Linked DNA regions of Hordeum vulgare: region 1 is linked to region 2. A link is a contact called in public Hi-C data. All regions are on one chromosome and are shown on one strand. Each heading gives the region's core, a stretch centred on a gene start, on an enhancer-like site or on the middle of the called end of the contact. The rest is flanking DNA. Distances are from core to core; before and after follow the strand shown. Region 1 has its middle 79 kb from the start of LOC123403643. Region 2 has its middle 120 kb from the start of LOC123405675.

The links. A called contact is a pair of places that touch in the nucleus more often than the background predicts.
Region 1: a Hi-C map of leaf shows a contact between it and region 2, with 4 times the contacts expected there. The contact joins two enhancer-like sites. A contact is called at or near these places in 4 of 6 Hi-C or Micro-C datasets (leaf and seedling).

Annotation. Positions count from the first base shown.
Region 1 is chr6H:496,515,315-496,519,199 of MorexV3_pseudomolecules_assembly, reverse strand. No RefSeq gene overlaps it. Among protein-coding and RNA genes, the nearest start is that of LOC123403643, 79 kb to the left of the region's middle. Within about 2 kb of position 1,974, at least 2 of the 3 cell types and tissues checked have open chromatin away from gene starts, as enhancers often do. A contact at or near this core is called in leaf, where this site is marked.
Region 2 is chr6H:496,433,368-496,437,449 of MorexV3_pseudomolecules_assembly, reverse strand. No RefSeq gene overlaps it. Among protein-coding and RNA genes, the nearest start is that of LOC123405675, 120 kb to the right of the region's middle. Within about 2 kb of position 1,294, at least 3 of the 3 cell types and tissues checked have open chromatin away from gene starts, as enhancers often do. A contact at or near this core is called in leaf, where this site is marked.

The sequences.
Region 1 (3,885 bases), core at 725-3,224, 81 kb before region 2:
TTATGCATGATCAACATTGTTTCAAATACTTGTTTAACATTTTCCACATACATGTTCAACATTGTTTTATACATGATCAATAATTTTAAAAATAACTTTTCAACATTTTTAAATACTTGTTCATCATTTTTCTAATACTTGGTCAACATTTTTTTATACATGAACAATATTTTTGCAATTACTTGCTTAACTTTTTTCAAATACTTGTCCAATAATTTTTTGTATGCACATTCAACATTTTTTAAATGCATGATTTGAATTTTTGTAAATATTATACAAAATATTATTTTCTACTCCCTTCATCCTAAAATATGTGACTCGAAAGTGACTCAACTTTATACTAAAATTAGTATAAAATCGAGTCATTTTTGAATCACTTATATTGGAACGGAGGCATTAATATATATGTTTTGATTATTTGAAAGTGTAAACAAAAAATAAAAATAGAAATAGAAACAAGAAAAAGAACAAACAAGAAAAGGAGGCAATGTAGTACCTGCGAACCTAGGCCAGCCCATATCCTCGCGCCCTTAAGCGAGTCGGAAGCCTCGACTCGGTGAACGCAAGACATAACACTGCCCCTTTTTCGGGGAGCTCCTACCTGCTGCTTCGTTGCCGCAGGAAGTTCCTTGCACGCACATGGTGGTCGCCCCGACTAGGCCGACCCATTTTTTGATCTCACAAAAGTCTGATAACTAAATTTTTTCCTTTTTTTGGTTTTTTTTCCTTTTCTTGTTATTTCCTTTCTTTTTTCTTTTTCGGCACTTTTTTCTTTTCTTTTCGAATTTGAAGCAAAACCATTTTTCGAAATTATATTTTTTTGAAATGCCACAGCACTTTTTTTAATTTGTGAACAAAGTTTTGAAATTTGAACATTTTTAAGAAGCAAGAAATATTTTCGAAATTTAAGAACATGAACTTAGTTATAAAATTGAACAAATTTTTGATATTTCGAACATTATTTTAAAATACCGAACATTTTTCTTAAAATACCTAACATCTTTTGAAACTCCCAATTTTTTCTGAAAGTTATGAAAGTTTTCGAAAAAAGACAAATATTTAAAATTTAGAATACTTCTTTAAAAATAAAAAGCATTTCTCGAAATTGAAAAACAATATTTGAAAATCCAAGACATTTTTTGCAAATTCAGAACATTTTATTCAAAACCAAAACCTTTTTCGAACTTGTAGAACAATTTGTGAAAATTCTGAATTTTTTTTAAAAGTCTAGAACATTTTTTAGTAATCTAGAACGTTATCTAAAAAAGCAAAAAAATATTTCTCGAATTTGAAGAACGATTTCTGAAAATCCCTCACATTTTTTGAAAATCCATAACGTTTTCTTTAAATCCGGAAAAAAACTAAAAAGCAATAACATTTTTTAGAATTTGATTTTAAAATCCCAAATAATTTCTGAATATATAGAACATATTTTTTAAACCCAGAAAGTTTTTTGAAATTTCAGATTTTGAAAAGAATTCCAGAACTTTTTTCTAAAAAGCATAAGAAATAGAAATTTTAGAATCTTTCTGAAAATACCAACATATTTTGAAAATCCCGCATTTTTGTGATAATTGAGAACATTTTTGGATAATCCTGAACATTTCTTGATAATTATGATAACTTTTTGAAATCCAGAACATATTTTGAAAATGCAGAACATGTTTTCAAAATACAAAATAATTTTTAGAAAGCAAAAATATTTTTGGAAATTTTTTCGAAAATCCAGAATAACATTTAAAATGAAAAGAAAAAAAGAAGAAAGAAAAATTCAAAAGAAAACCCGATTCTGGGAACCTTAAAGTTTTCCAAAACCGAAAAATTGGTTGGGAACCTCAAGCAATTCCCAAAACCGGGGTCAGTTAAGGCTCTAATAGGCCAGGCCAATCTGAAACGACCACTCCCTCTCCTGTGCGTTTGATCGACATTTTAACGCAGAGAGCGTCTAATAGAATTGTCCCTCTTTTTGGGAGCTCCTATACGCCGCCGCAGACGCCCGTTCGCGTGCCTGGTGTCTGCAGCGCCCAGCGCAGGCCCTGCCCATGAAACAGCACTTGGCGCCCTGCTGCTGACCATGAATTTTTTTCAAAGATTTAAAGAAAGGTTCCTTAATTTTACAAAAAAGTTTATCAAATTTAAAAAATGTTCATACATTTTGAAAAGAAAAATTTAAAACGTTTATCATATTTAAAAAAAGGTTCATCAATTTTGCTAAAAGTAAAGTGATTTTTCAAAAACATTTATCAAATTTGAAAATAGTTCATCAATTTTCAAAAAACAAATCATCAAATTTGAAAAAAAATCATAGAATTTGAAAATTTTCATTAAATTTGAAAAAAACATCAATTTTGAAAAATAGGACCTTGGTTTTGAAAAAAATCATCAATTTTCATAAAAGTTCACGAATTTTCTAAAAAAAGTTCGTCAATTGTGAAGAAAATTCAACGAACTTGAAAAAAAGTTCATAGATTTTGAAATAAAGTCTATCAAACTGATAAAAGTTCTTCCGATTTGAAAAACATATCATCTAATTTTAAAAATTACGTTAGTTAACAAAGAAAGATTCATGAATTTGAATAAAATCCACGCATTAAAGAAAACAAAAAAGAAGAAACTAAAAAGGATAAGAAAAAAGAACAAACCGAACGGTGGAATCTTTACCTAATAATAATAAAGAGGCTATCGCTTCCGTCGAAAAACCCACCGAGGTGATTTTACAAAAAAACCCTTACTATTTATGACATTAAACTCGTAGTATATATTAAATATTTTCTAAATACTCATATCTTTTAAACCGTAACTCCAAATTTAACATATTATACATGGAATTTGATTAGAAAAATATGTAGAATTTAAATATAATATTATTTTATCTGTTAAACGTTTAATAAAAATACTATCTAGGGTGCAATCTTAATAAATAAGTCATTATTCGTCTTTCTTTCATACCGGTACTCATCCGGGTTGGGGATGAACACGTCAATAAAATTAGGATTAGAGATGAAACTGAAGGTCACTTGACTGATTCTTTGTACGTATTAAATCTACATGCAAGCCGTGTTAAAATAGAAGACCTGTGAAATTTTAAAATGCATTTTTGTAGGATAAGACCATCTTTATTTATATCATAACTATAAATTCTCAAATTATAGACATTTTTTATAAATTAAGAGCGTGTGCCTTTGTGGTATTTCTTTCTCCCGTTGCAACGCATAGGCCCTTTTGCTAGTGAATTATAAAAAGAACAAAGCGAAATATCTTTGCACTAGCAGGGTCAAAGCGAAATTATTCAAAGCCTGATGGTTCGATCGTAGGCCTAGCAACAAAGTTGTCGCGTGTTCCAACCTGTCCCCGTACATTATCTTACGTTTCTGAAAACATAGGAAAATATAGAAATCGGCCGGCCCAACATGGGACGCTGCAGGCGGCAGTTTGCAAAATGCACACAAATGGGCTCTTGCAGCGCTAAATAGAGAACACCCCCTTTTTTGTTGTTGGGAGCGACTTAACTAACAAACCTCAGGTGGGAAGCATATAAATTGTGAACGATTTGCATGGTCGTATATGTTTGCGAAGAATTGCAAGTTTACTTGGAAACCATGTCAAATCAGGCTTTATTCAGTATTTTTAGCAAGATCTTATGTTTTCGCAATATGAATTTGTCAAGCTCGATATAATATAAAATACTATAAATAAATTCTTTCTGCCATCTCCTCTCAGCGATTATCAACAGAACGGCAGTACCCCTTTTCCTGCTTTTTCACAACACTTTTTTTAAAACTCAGTAGGTTCTGTTTAAATCTTATAAAATTTTCAAATATTCAGAAAACTACAAAATCAATAAGACAATTGTGAGTTTGACAAAAATGTTCACATTTTTTGAAA
Region 2 (4,082 bases), core at 45-2,544:
CCAACCAAACAACATAATCGAAACTACCGCCGAGGACACCACGACCATACAAGACGACGCCTTCAAGAAGGGGAACGACGCCGGGGCGCCATCGCCATCTGATCCGTGGGATCTAGGGTTTCCCCTGATGCTCGAAGAGGGGCACACAAAGTGGCATGGCAGCGCCTCCAAGAAGGGAACGCCACCCGCGAGTGTCGCCGCTGCGAGCATCGAAAGGTCGAGCAAGGATTTCGCCCTGGCCGAGTCTGAGCAATCCCAAGCCGTCGGAGCAGTGGTTCATGAGGAGGAACTCGGGTCGGAGGCCGGAATCGCCATCGCAAGAAGGGGAGCAAATGTCTGCCCTCGAAGGAGGCATAAGACGTTGCCAAAAGAATGAGCGAGCGAACATGCTGAAGGGCAGACGAAACACGAAGGTGGACGGGGTTGGGCAGCCGGGCAGAAGGAGATAGGGGTGAGACGGTGACCGAAGACCCAAGCAAGCCAAGATCCGGAGAGGAGCGTAGATCCGGGCCGTCGGGACCGGAGCTGCAAGGACGTCGGCGAGCCAAAGGAGCTGGAAGGGGGGCGCAGCTCCAGAGGCGCACTAGAGTCGAAGCTGAGTCTTGAGTACGAGGGTGAAAACTCAAGGTCTGGTTTCCATTGGTTGTACTTGGTAATGACCTTGTTAAGGACATTGTTTCTATACGAATTCAGACTTTCTTCAGGATGAAAACTCAAGATCATCGATCGGGCAACGACAACGCTTGCGCATTATTTCTTATTTGAAGGCGTTGCTTTCGAAGAACCTTTTTTGTATGCTGAGTATTGTCTTCGGTGGTGATTAGAATGTTGTTGTTGCTAGGAACTGATCACTCTCGCAAGGTTTTTTATTTTTTTGTTATTTTTTTATTTTTGGGTGTATGTATCTTTGATGTCTTTAGACATCTTATATTAATATACAAAGACAATATGTACTCCTAATTGATATCTTCACGATATTACGTACATTCCATTTGTGGAAAACAATCCATCACAGCCCAAGCAAGTTTAACACCCGGCCCCGCCATACCATGCTCGCGCCGAGGCGTCCGCGGCTCGCGAGAGAGACCGCCCCGCCGCCGAGCGGGCGTTGATCCACTCAACTCAAACTTCCTCCAAGCCCTTGACCTTTTTGCGAGAAAACGCGGCAATCCCCGTCACCGTCAGTGCCAGCTCCCAAGTCAGCAGGGGACGACGACCCCGGACCCCGATGCCGATGCCGATGCGTCGACCCCTCTCCCCTCTCCCGTGCCAGCCCACCTGTCCACGGATCCCGATGCGGCCTGCCTGAGCCTGACACCCCGGCCCGGACCGCGGCGGAGCCTCACACGCCCAGAGAACACAAAGGAAAAGCACCACGACGACCCAGTCGTCCCGCCCCCGCCGGTATAAATAAAGCTCAACGCCCCCACAAGCTTCTCAACTCCATCAGCAAGCGGCCTCACCCTCATCAGCCATCCCCCAGCACCACACCCTTGGCGCCATTCGAGCAGGCGCTGCGATCGCGCTGCCCTGCTCTGCGTGGCCCGTGAGATGTGCGGCATGCCGATCGCGGGCTGCTTCGGCGGGAAAGGGAAGGGCGGCGCCGGCGCCGCCAGGGCCGCGCGCCCGCGCTACGTGCCCAAGAGGGGCAAGGTGTTCCGGGCCGTGCTGGGCGCGCTCGTCAGCTGCTACCGCCCCGCCAGGACCGGGCCTCTGCCGCGCTGAGCCTCGGCTCGGCTCCCCCGCCGCCGCCGGCGTCCTTGATCGGCAGCGCGCGGGAGCTGGCGTCGGCCGGTGACCGGGCCTTCACAAAGCTTAGTCCGCCGGAGTCGAGCAACCAATGTAGCAGCAGTAGCAGCAGCAGCAGCTCAACTTTGCCAAGGCCCTGTTTTTAGCGCGAGCTCCACATTTCCACAGGGCCTTGAAATCAGGATGTTGGATCTAGCAAACACAATAAGTGCGTGCAGTCTCATCATTTTTTTTGCCTCAAATGTCTGGTTTGAATGGGCACATTACTTTGTTAAGAGGAACCACTGCTTTGAATTAGAATTATTGTTATCTTCCCCTGCTGAGAACCTTGTGCCCTTGTCAAAACTCCTGAAAGCCATCGTGCATCACGAACTCTGAACTGAAGTCAGCTTCATCAGGTGTTTGAACACTTCATGAGAGAGAAAAAAGACACGAGAGATTTGAGAACACCAGTAGTAGGAGTACCATCTTTGAATGGCAACTGTACGGAGCAGTGAAGCAGTCAGCGGAGGGAATAGTTTAGGTCAACGGGGCAGGGTGCTTGTCTCTCTCGACGAAGACAGGACTGATGCACATGACGAAGAACAAACGACGGGCAGAGTCGTAGGTCAGGGTCAGCGTTTTGACCTGAATCTTGGCGCCGGCTTGATCAGCTGCGTGCCTGCGTTGCTAGCCGGACCCGTGATCATCCTGGCCCGCACTACAGTGGCCGGATCAGATGCAAATTCAGCAGTTGACAAATCTTTGTCGCGTATTTTCAAAAAATAAGTAAATAAATTGTCGAGAATCCGAGCCCAAAACCTTTGCTTCAGAGTCTGAACATTGGACCAGCCTGCATGTTTGATACTAAGGTCCTGTTTGGTTTCAAATAAGTCATCAACTTATAAGTTGAAAAGTGCAAAAAGTGATTTATTTTGCTAAATAGACCTAACTTATAAGTCACCCCAACTTATAAGTCATAAGTTGCTCCACCCCAACTTAAAACTTATAAGTCACCCACTTTTGCATGAAAAGGTGACTTATAAGTCAGATGACAACCAAACAGGCATGACTTATAAGTCACTGGTTTTAAGGCCCTGTTTGGTTTTAATAAGTCACGTGACTTATAAGTCAAGTGACTTATAAGTAAGGTTCGTCTTTTTTTTAAACTAATACACCTTATATTTAAGAACGAAAGGAGTATTTCCTAGTCAAATCCATCTAGTTGAGTTTTATTTAAAAAATTAAATATTTCATATTTTTATAACAAAATTACACTTCCTCCGTTTTATGATTTTTGTCATGGTTTTAGTTTGAATTTGAAATTTGAACTTTGACAAAGCATATCCGATATTTAGCTTGTTTTGAAGATCAAATCAAAAGAAAAACACAAGTTCAAACGGGATATTTTTCTGAAATTTATTTTAACATTTATAGTTGTTACAAGTTTAAGATTGAAAGTAAATGCATGTGTACTAATGAGTAGGAGAGAGAACTCATTCTGTGTGCACGTGATGTGAGAGGAAAATGAGGAGAAAGAAGGATATAAAGTTGATTGATGGATTGTCAGAATATAAGATTATATTGCTCTGGAAATAACAAATGCCACTGACAAATTTCCATGCATCCTAATCTCAAACAAAATCGACGGCTGAGCCATGCACGGGACTACAAAGTAGTACTAGTACAAACTAGCATCTGCAAAACTACAGTGCAAACTAGCCACCACTCCGTTCCCTATCCCCTGCTCACGACTCAAATTGGCCAGCGCCGCCGATCACTCTGCCGAATCATGCATGCTGGGGGCTATCGCTCTCCGCCGATGCGCGTGCGGGCTCCTGATGGTCATGGCTGCCGCGATCCCCGTTTCCCTCCGCACGCGCCACCGTAGTGACAGGCGAACCCTCCGCCGTCGCCGGCACCGCATCTCCTAGTGAACCACTCGCCGCCGGGAGGGCCACCCGACTGCGCTCGTAGTGCTGCGCAGCTTTGCTAGCGTAGAAGTTGTCAAGCGAGAAGCGAGGGACCATGCCCCCCGCCTCATGATGGTAGCTCGCGTTGGCGCCGCCCGAGTACGACCGCTGCTGATGGTACTGGTACTGCTGCTGCTGCTGATGACGGTACTGCTGCAGCTGCGGCGCGAACGCCAACGGCCGTTGCTGCTGCCGCTCGAACCCCGTCGCCTGCTGCAGCTGCTGCTGTTCCGTGAGCGCCATAGCCTGTGCCTGCTGCTGTTGCTGCGTGAACGCCATAGCTTGCTGCTGCTGCTGCGTGAACGCCATAGCTTGCTGCTGCTGCTGCTGTGTCAACGCCATACCTTGTGCCTGCTGCTGCTGCTGCTGTGTCAACGCCAT